Linked DNA regions of Callithrix jacchus: region 2 is linked to region 1. A link is a contact called in public Hi-C data. All regions are on one chromosome and are shown on one strand. Each heading gives the region's core, a stretch centred on a gene start, on an enhancer-like site or on the middle of the called end of the contact. The rest is flanking DNA. Distances are from core to core; before and after follow the strand shown. Region 1 holds the start of VPS18 (VPS18 core subunit of CORVET and HOPS complexes). Region 2 holds the start of CCDC32 (coiled-coil domain containing 32).

The links. Hi-C and Micro-C count contacts between places; a contact is called where the count stands out from the background.
Region 2: a Hi-C map of skeletal muscle shows a contact between it and region 1, with 4 times the contacts expected there. The contact joins the promoter of CCDC32 here to the promoter of VPS18 in region 1. A contact is called at or near these places in 2 of 3 Hi-C or Micro-C datasets (both in skeletal muscle).

The regions. Positions count from the first base shown.
Region 1 is chr8:45,666,072-45,669,321 of calJac240_pri, forward strand. VPS18 (VPS18 core subunit of CORVET and HOPS complexes) reads right to left here and starts at 1,310. Exons shown (of 5, transcript XM_009005538.4): 1 at 904-1,310. The coding sequence starts at 994.
Region 2 is chr8:46,016,303-46,019,949 of calJac240_pri, forward strand. CCDC32 (coiled-coil domain containing 32) reads left to right here and starts at 2,332. Exons shown (of 4, transcript XM_009005550.6): 1 at 2,332-2,566.

The DNA of each region.
Region 1 (3,250 bases), core at 60-2,559:
GAGGACTGGGGCTCTTTCCACACGCTGACAGCAGTGAGGAGTTGATTCTTTGAACCCTTGAGATGCTGTCACAGCAATGATGTACCTGCTCTCACTGGTAATGGGGCTTAGTGGGGGTGGGATGCAACTGGCGGTCTGGGCATTTTCCCTTATCAGTCTTTGGCCCAGCAATCCCAGCTTAACTGAAGTAGTGTAGCTCCATTCTCTGCCCCCATCCCTGCCCATGCGGTAAGGAGCCTCAGTGCAGAGTTGGCAAGTGCTGGGATATTTTGAGCATTGAATGAGGGTAAAGACTAGAGTGAAAGCAGCTGCAATTCGTCAATACCACTCACTGGAACAGTCCCCCAGCGCTTCCTATGCCTTCATTCTCCTGGAGACTCACTGCTTTCTATAAAAATGTCCCTGAAACTCCAGGCTGCACCCAGCTATAGTCAAGGCCAAAAAGACTTCATCTCCATTTTTCCCTGTTCAGCGACAAAATTCCCTCTGGGACGCTCCCTTCCTCGTCGGCAACATTCCCCCTTCACCAGTTTCTTTGCCCATTCCTTTCCTCCCACCTCCAGAAGGGGCCTGGTGGGAAAAGCACCAGAAGCCGGGAGCCCATTCTCAGTTCTCTCAACAGCCCAACTGTGCGCTGTAAGTGAGTACTTCCTTATCTGGGCCTCAGTTCCCTCTTAAAAGGACCCTAGCGGTAGGGCCTAGATCATGCGGCTGGTCCCTTTGCTCTTTTAAACTTGGACTATCCACCAGCTGGGGGCCAGGAGAGCCTGAGGAGAATCAGGGGCCTAGATCCGGAAGGCATGGCCCAGGGGATGACCCTGAGCTCTTGAGCTGCCCTCCCAGCTGCTCCCAGGCAAATGCTAGGAGAGCCGAAAGGAGGAGGGGCAGACTCCTCTTCCTTACCCGAGTGGGGGATGCCCACGCTAGGGCAGCCTGGCTGCAAGACGGTCGATCGGGACAGCGAGTTCTCGTACTCATCCAGGATGGACGCCATAGTGCCCGGCCTCTGGGCCCTTTCCGGGGCCTGAGGACTACAACAGGGCTCCCCTCCTGGGGTCCCCGTCGCCCCAGAATGGAAGTTGTGACTCCCCAGCCTCTGACGGAACCTGGGAACCTGCAACCGCCTCCTCTTTAAAATCCTGAGGATCCTCTTGCTCTTGCCTCATGCAGCGAGATAACCGGGCAGCCCTCGCCCTTGAATCTAGCGTAGCCTTGATCTCCCCCGCCCAAGAGATCACAGGCTCCCTTCAGCCGGTCCCAGGGGTTCGTAACCTCGCCCCAGCAGCTCAGCTGACTCCCGCCCCCGTGACGCGGGCCTAAAACGTAACTTCCGGGTTCTCAGAGCCCCACGCACGCGGGCGCACTGCGTAGCCGAGCCCGCCAGCAGGAGGTGAGAGGAGAGCTGCGGGCGGGCGCCGGGCGGGTGCTGCTGAACACAAGCCCCGCCCCCAACACACTGCTGCAGTTCCGGGCTTCGACACCAGGGGGCAATCCCGGCTTTCTCAGCCCGCCTGCCCCACCCGCCCCGCGCCTCCCAGCCCTGGCTTTCGCGCCCAGGCTCCGCTCCCTCAGAGGTCTGTCCAGTCTCCCTGACCACCGCCCGCTCCCGCCTCTCTGAACAGCCTCGGGGAACCGCCCGCTCCTCAATCCCATCGCTGTCTGGGTCCCACCGTCACAAGGACACGCAGAGAAGTCTTGGCCTCTCTTCCCCTCACCCAGAGCCCCCACCCCCCCAGCTTCCAGAAGTCCGCAGAGCTGGTGGCCAGGCCAGCAGGAAGCCCTGTGCCAGGAACCGCCGTGACCGTCCCCACAGTGGCTCCTTGGCTCAGGGTTGCTGGGTCGCTTCCATCCACTCATTCACCAAAATGTGGTTGAACACTTACTCGGTGCCAGGCCTTGGGCGGAGCACTGGGGTCACAGAGATGAGGATAGCCCTTCCCCGCCCTTGTAAAGGTCGTGAGCCAGCAGGGACGCTGGACCCGTAAGTAGACCATTCATACTAGAAAAGCAAGTGATGGATTATCCTTCAAGCGCTCGCTCCGCGAATGAGCATCCATTCTGTGCCAGGCACTCTGCCAGGCTCTGGGGACGTGACAGAGAACAAGACCGAAAACCTCTCTGGCCTGATGGAGCGTAGCCAGCGACGTGGCCACGGCTCCGTGAGAGCATGGAGGAGCGGGGAACAATTACCTGCCAAGCCTAGCAAGAAGGAGGGACAAGTGGGGGGCGGGAGAGAAGATGGGGGCCGCCCAACCTGAGGCGGAGAGGCGAGTTCTCAGCCAGGAACCAGCGAGGGCTGGGGCGCGACTGTGGTTGGGTTTTCCTCTCCCACCTGCCTAGGCGACCCAGGTGGAGTCTGTTCCCTTCTGGGCCCCATGATAAGTGGATGGCTCTCGACTAGGGTCACCGCCGTCCTGGGTTTAGCGGGTGGCCCCCGCCTAACAACTAAGAGCATCCCTTCACTCTCAGAAGTGTCCAGGTTTGCACCATACCTTAGGTGGTTGAGTTACTCTTGCTCAACTTCCTGACCAGGAGCGGAGAACTGTGACTTTCACCGGCCCCACTGAGGGCTCTCTGGGTTCTCTGACCTGGGAGGGGCACTAGCCCTGGGGCAGGTGACAAGTGTGCTGTCCAGGCTCACTTCCCTCCACACCGAGGTCCTGCTTCTCCTGACCAAGACTGCAGCCGTGATGCAGCCTTCCCACCTGAGGCTGCCAGGTCCCAGGAAGGACGTGAAGGAGCAGGAGGCTTCCCCTAGGAAAAGTGATGCCAGACAGGGAGCTGCCCTGCTCCATGTATAAGGCTACATGCCCAAGTCACCTTTCCATCTGCCCTCAGGTCTGGGCTGTGCAGAGGGCTGTCCCCGCTGCATGGAGCCCATCAGCAGCTGGATATCACCATAGGAGTGCTGCCTCAGGGACACAGAGTACTTCCAGCTACCGCCTCAGGGTCCCCAGCACCCCTTTGTTGGGCTCCACTGCTCTCCGGAACGTATGGGATAGGCTCTGGGTGGACCCTGTTTGTGGTAGACTCAATACATTCTCCCTCATGCGCTGATTACCACAGTACATCTCTACCTACTCATTCTTCAGTCCTTAGGCTGGACTTTGGATTGTTTGAGAGCCACAGAATCAGTGTGGTAGTTGCAGTGAGACAGGTAAGGAATGACTGCTAGGGCAGCAAAAGAGAGGATTCCCATATGAAAGCAATTGAATTTGACCCAAGACTTCAAGTGCATGATATATGATCT
Region 2 (3,647 bases), core at 1,082-3,581, 350 kb after region 1:
CTGCGCAGTATCTCAGTGAGGTTTAGATACTCTTCCTGGCTGTATAGACCTAAAGCCTGACTCTCCACCCACCTTGAGGTTCTGTGAACTACTTAATATAGTTGGAGGAATGTCTGGAACAGACACAGTGCAGAGCATGATTTAAGAGAAAAACAGTTATACCAGGACAAGAAGCTATGGCCCAAGCGACAGCGTTCAGTATGGTAAAGATACCCGTCGTATGGCAGGCTTGGGGCAAGAACCACTTCTCCTGGTAAAGGAGTTGTAGGACCTTGCTCTAGTTTTTGTGGAAGGCTGCCTTCAGACCGGCAATCCTTTGACCATATGAGGGCTTAAAACCCTTCTGGATAATTGCACCTTGGTGACCGTGAACTTTAATTAGCTCTTGTTACTGTGCTGCTTGAAAAGCATTTTCCTATATAACTCATTGGAAGCTGCCAGCAGGTGGCGGTAACTCTGACAGCTTTGTTATTGCTGTGTGACTTAAAGCCTTCTCCTATAAATTTTTTTTAAAGTAGCTTGTCAATAGATAGAGGTATTGCACACTGCACCCTCTTCACTGCACACAGCCCACCTCCATGCCTCGGTGACCTAATGGGAGTGGACCCCTTACTGCACACGGCCCACTTCCTTGCCTTGATAACCTAATGGGAATGAAGCCCTTGCTGGTGCGCACTGTCCACCTCCTAGCCTAGGTGACCTAATAGGAATGGACCCCTTGTTTTATTGCTCATGACCCTATCACTATCCTTAAAGATAGCTTCACTCACTGCCCTGCTCCCTAACCTAAACACAATAAATACTGACGCTTCTGGACATTTGGGGCCTCGCTTAACTTCGATTATAGGTGACATGGCCCCCCTGAGCCCATCTGCGTTCTCCTTGTACTTCTGTGTCCTGTCTCTTTATTTCTCGGATCCTGTGCCTCAGGACAGCATAAGGGACACCCCACGACACTGTGAGGCCCTCAGCCCTACACATGGTGGCATGCACCTGTAGTCCCAGCTACTCAAGAGGCTGAGGCAGGAGAAACGCTCGAACCCGGGGGGCGGAGTCCCAGTGAGCCGAGATTGCACCACTGTACTCCAGCCTGTGTGACAGAGCAAGACTTCATCTCAAAACAAAACAAACAAAACACAATAGGGTCCCCATTAGCTATGTGCTGTACAATAGCTACATGTGGCTAATGAAATTTAAATTAATTAACGTTAAAAAAAATTTGAGACAAGATCTCACTCCCATCATCCAGGCTGGAGTGCAGTGGCATGATCTTGGCTCACTGCAGCCTCAACTTCTCAAATCAGGTGATCCTCCCACCACAGCCTCCCTAGTAGCTGAGATTACAGACATGAAACACCACACTGGCTAAATTTTTGTATTTTTAGTAGAGACGAGATTTTGCCACATTGCCTAGGATGGTCTCGAAATGGGCTCACATAATTCACCCACCTTGGCTTCCCAAAGTGTTAAGATTACAGGCCGGGGGCGGTGGTGCAACTCCGCCTCCTGTGTTCAAGAGATTCTCCTGCGTCAGTCTCTTGAGTAGCAGGGATTATAGTCATGCACCAGCACGCCCAGCTAATTTTTGTATTTTTAGTAGAGATGGGGTTTCACCATGTTGGCCGGGCTGGTCTCGAACTCTTGATCTCAGGTAATCCACCTGCTTCGCCCTCCCAGAGTACTAGGGTTACAGGCGTGAGTCATTGCGCCCAGCCGTCTGTAACTCTTTACTGTTATTTGTAAACTTTTATGCCTCCATGGCGGACCCCCGTTCTAAACAACTAAGCTGTAAGGATATCCGGGACGTATACCACATCATATGTGTCTTGCTTATGGACACATATGCTTAGAACCGTCATGGACACGATGCTTAGAACACAGCAGGAGTTTGCTGTCAATTGACTAAATGAATGAAGAAAAGCTTCGTAATTTGATGAGACAGGGGTCTCCTCAGAGTAAGGAAAGAAGCCACGTAAGTGCTCTAACTTGGGTAACGAAGGGGTGAAATTTTTGGAAGACAAACACAGGCAGAGATAATTGTGAAGGAGGTGAACTGGCTCCGGAGACCAGGAAGTCAAAAATCTTGGAAATTGGTCTTCCCTATTCAAGCGGGGGCTGGAACCTTGGATCTACAAGGAATCAACTCGGTCCTCGGGAGGGGCAATCCGTTTCCGGGCAACCAGAGCCCCGCCCACCGCTCGCGGCTCTGCACTTCTTCACCCGCCGAGCTCCTCTTGACCAATCGACGCACAGAACATCGTCGGGTAGGAAGGTAGTTGGAGGACTCCTAGGCTCCGTCACTCGGAGACTCCGCCCCTCCCAATTTCCTCTGAACTGCTGGCGACTGAGCTGAGCCGAGCGTTCGCTGGGCAGCTGTTGTGGTGAGTGAGTTGGGCTTGAGGTGCCTAGCGTTTTGGATCTCCTACTCTGGCCCGGCCCCGAAATACCACATAGAAGCCTTGGGACCCGATTCATCCCATCCAGACAGTCCTAGAGATCTGAGCGACTGAGGCCTGGGGTCTGAACGCCGGAATTTCCTGCGCGGTTCTGGACGCCCTGCGCTGGGGTATGGGGGCATGCGGGGCTCTGGTGTGAGCAGTCTTGGTTTTGGGTGGCTTGAGACGATTTTGGGTGGGTGTTCACTGGCGCCCTAGACATCAATTCACCCAGGACCGCTGTGGCATATCTGGCCCTTTTACTTCCGGGCCTTTACGCTGGCTGGGCTCCGTCCCTTGGCCTTATTCAGACCTTGCCTCAGGCAGCCTTCCAGATCTCTAAGTCCCCTCAAAAGCCTCCAGGCTCTTTGCGTAGCTTTTCCTACCTGCCCTTGCTTGGGCTGCTTTCTTTATGTTTTCCAAACAGGCAGGATGGTATTTGATAAAAACATGGATGCTATGCAGATGCAGTTGCTGATATAATTAAAAAAAAAACATGGATTCTGGAGCAGCACAGATCTGGTTCCAGTCAAGGATTCCCCACATATCAGTAATATGCCCTGGGGCAGTCGCCCTTCTGAGCCTTATTTTTTCATCTGTAACATGATGAAAATATCTTTCAGTGTTTGTATTAAAATAAGAACATGAGGCATATGGCTGAACTGCATGCGCTGAGCACATAGCCCTTGCATTGTGACAGTGCTCTGTGACACTTTTTACCAAGCAGGATATTCACGTATGTGGAACTGTGAAAGACCTTTAATTTGTGTTCTGTTGAAAACAGAATTTAATTGACTGGGGATAGAACTGTTGCATTTTGGAGATTTTTAGAGAAAAGTGCAGGCTGGTTGTCCACACTGGTAATGCCCTAGGGGTGTGTGTGTGTGTGTGTGTGGTAAAATATATGTAGCATAAAATTGACCATTTAAACTATTTTTGTGTGTATGATGCAGTGATGTTCACATTGTTGTACAACCATAACCACCATCCATCTCTAGAACTTCTTCATTTTCCCAAACTGAAATCCTGTACCCCTTCAACAATAACTCTCCATTCTTTCTGCCTCCCAGCTTCCACTGTCCTTTGTGTATCTATGAATTTGACTACTTAGGGATTTTGCAATGTTTCCCAGGGTGGTCTCGAACAACTGGCCTCTGGTGATCTGCCCACCTTGGCTTCCCAAAGTGCTGTGCTGGGATTATGGGCTGAGAT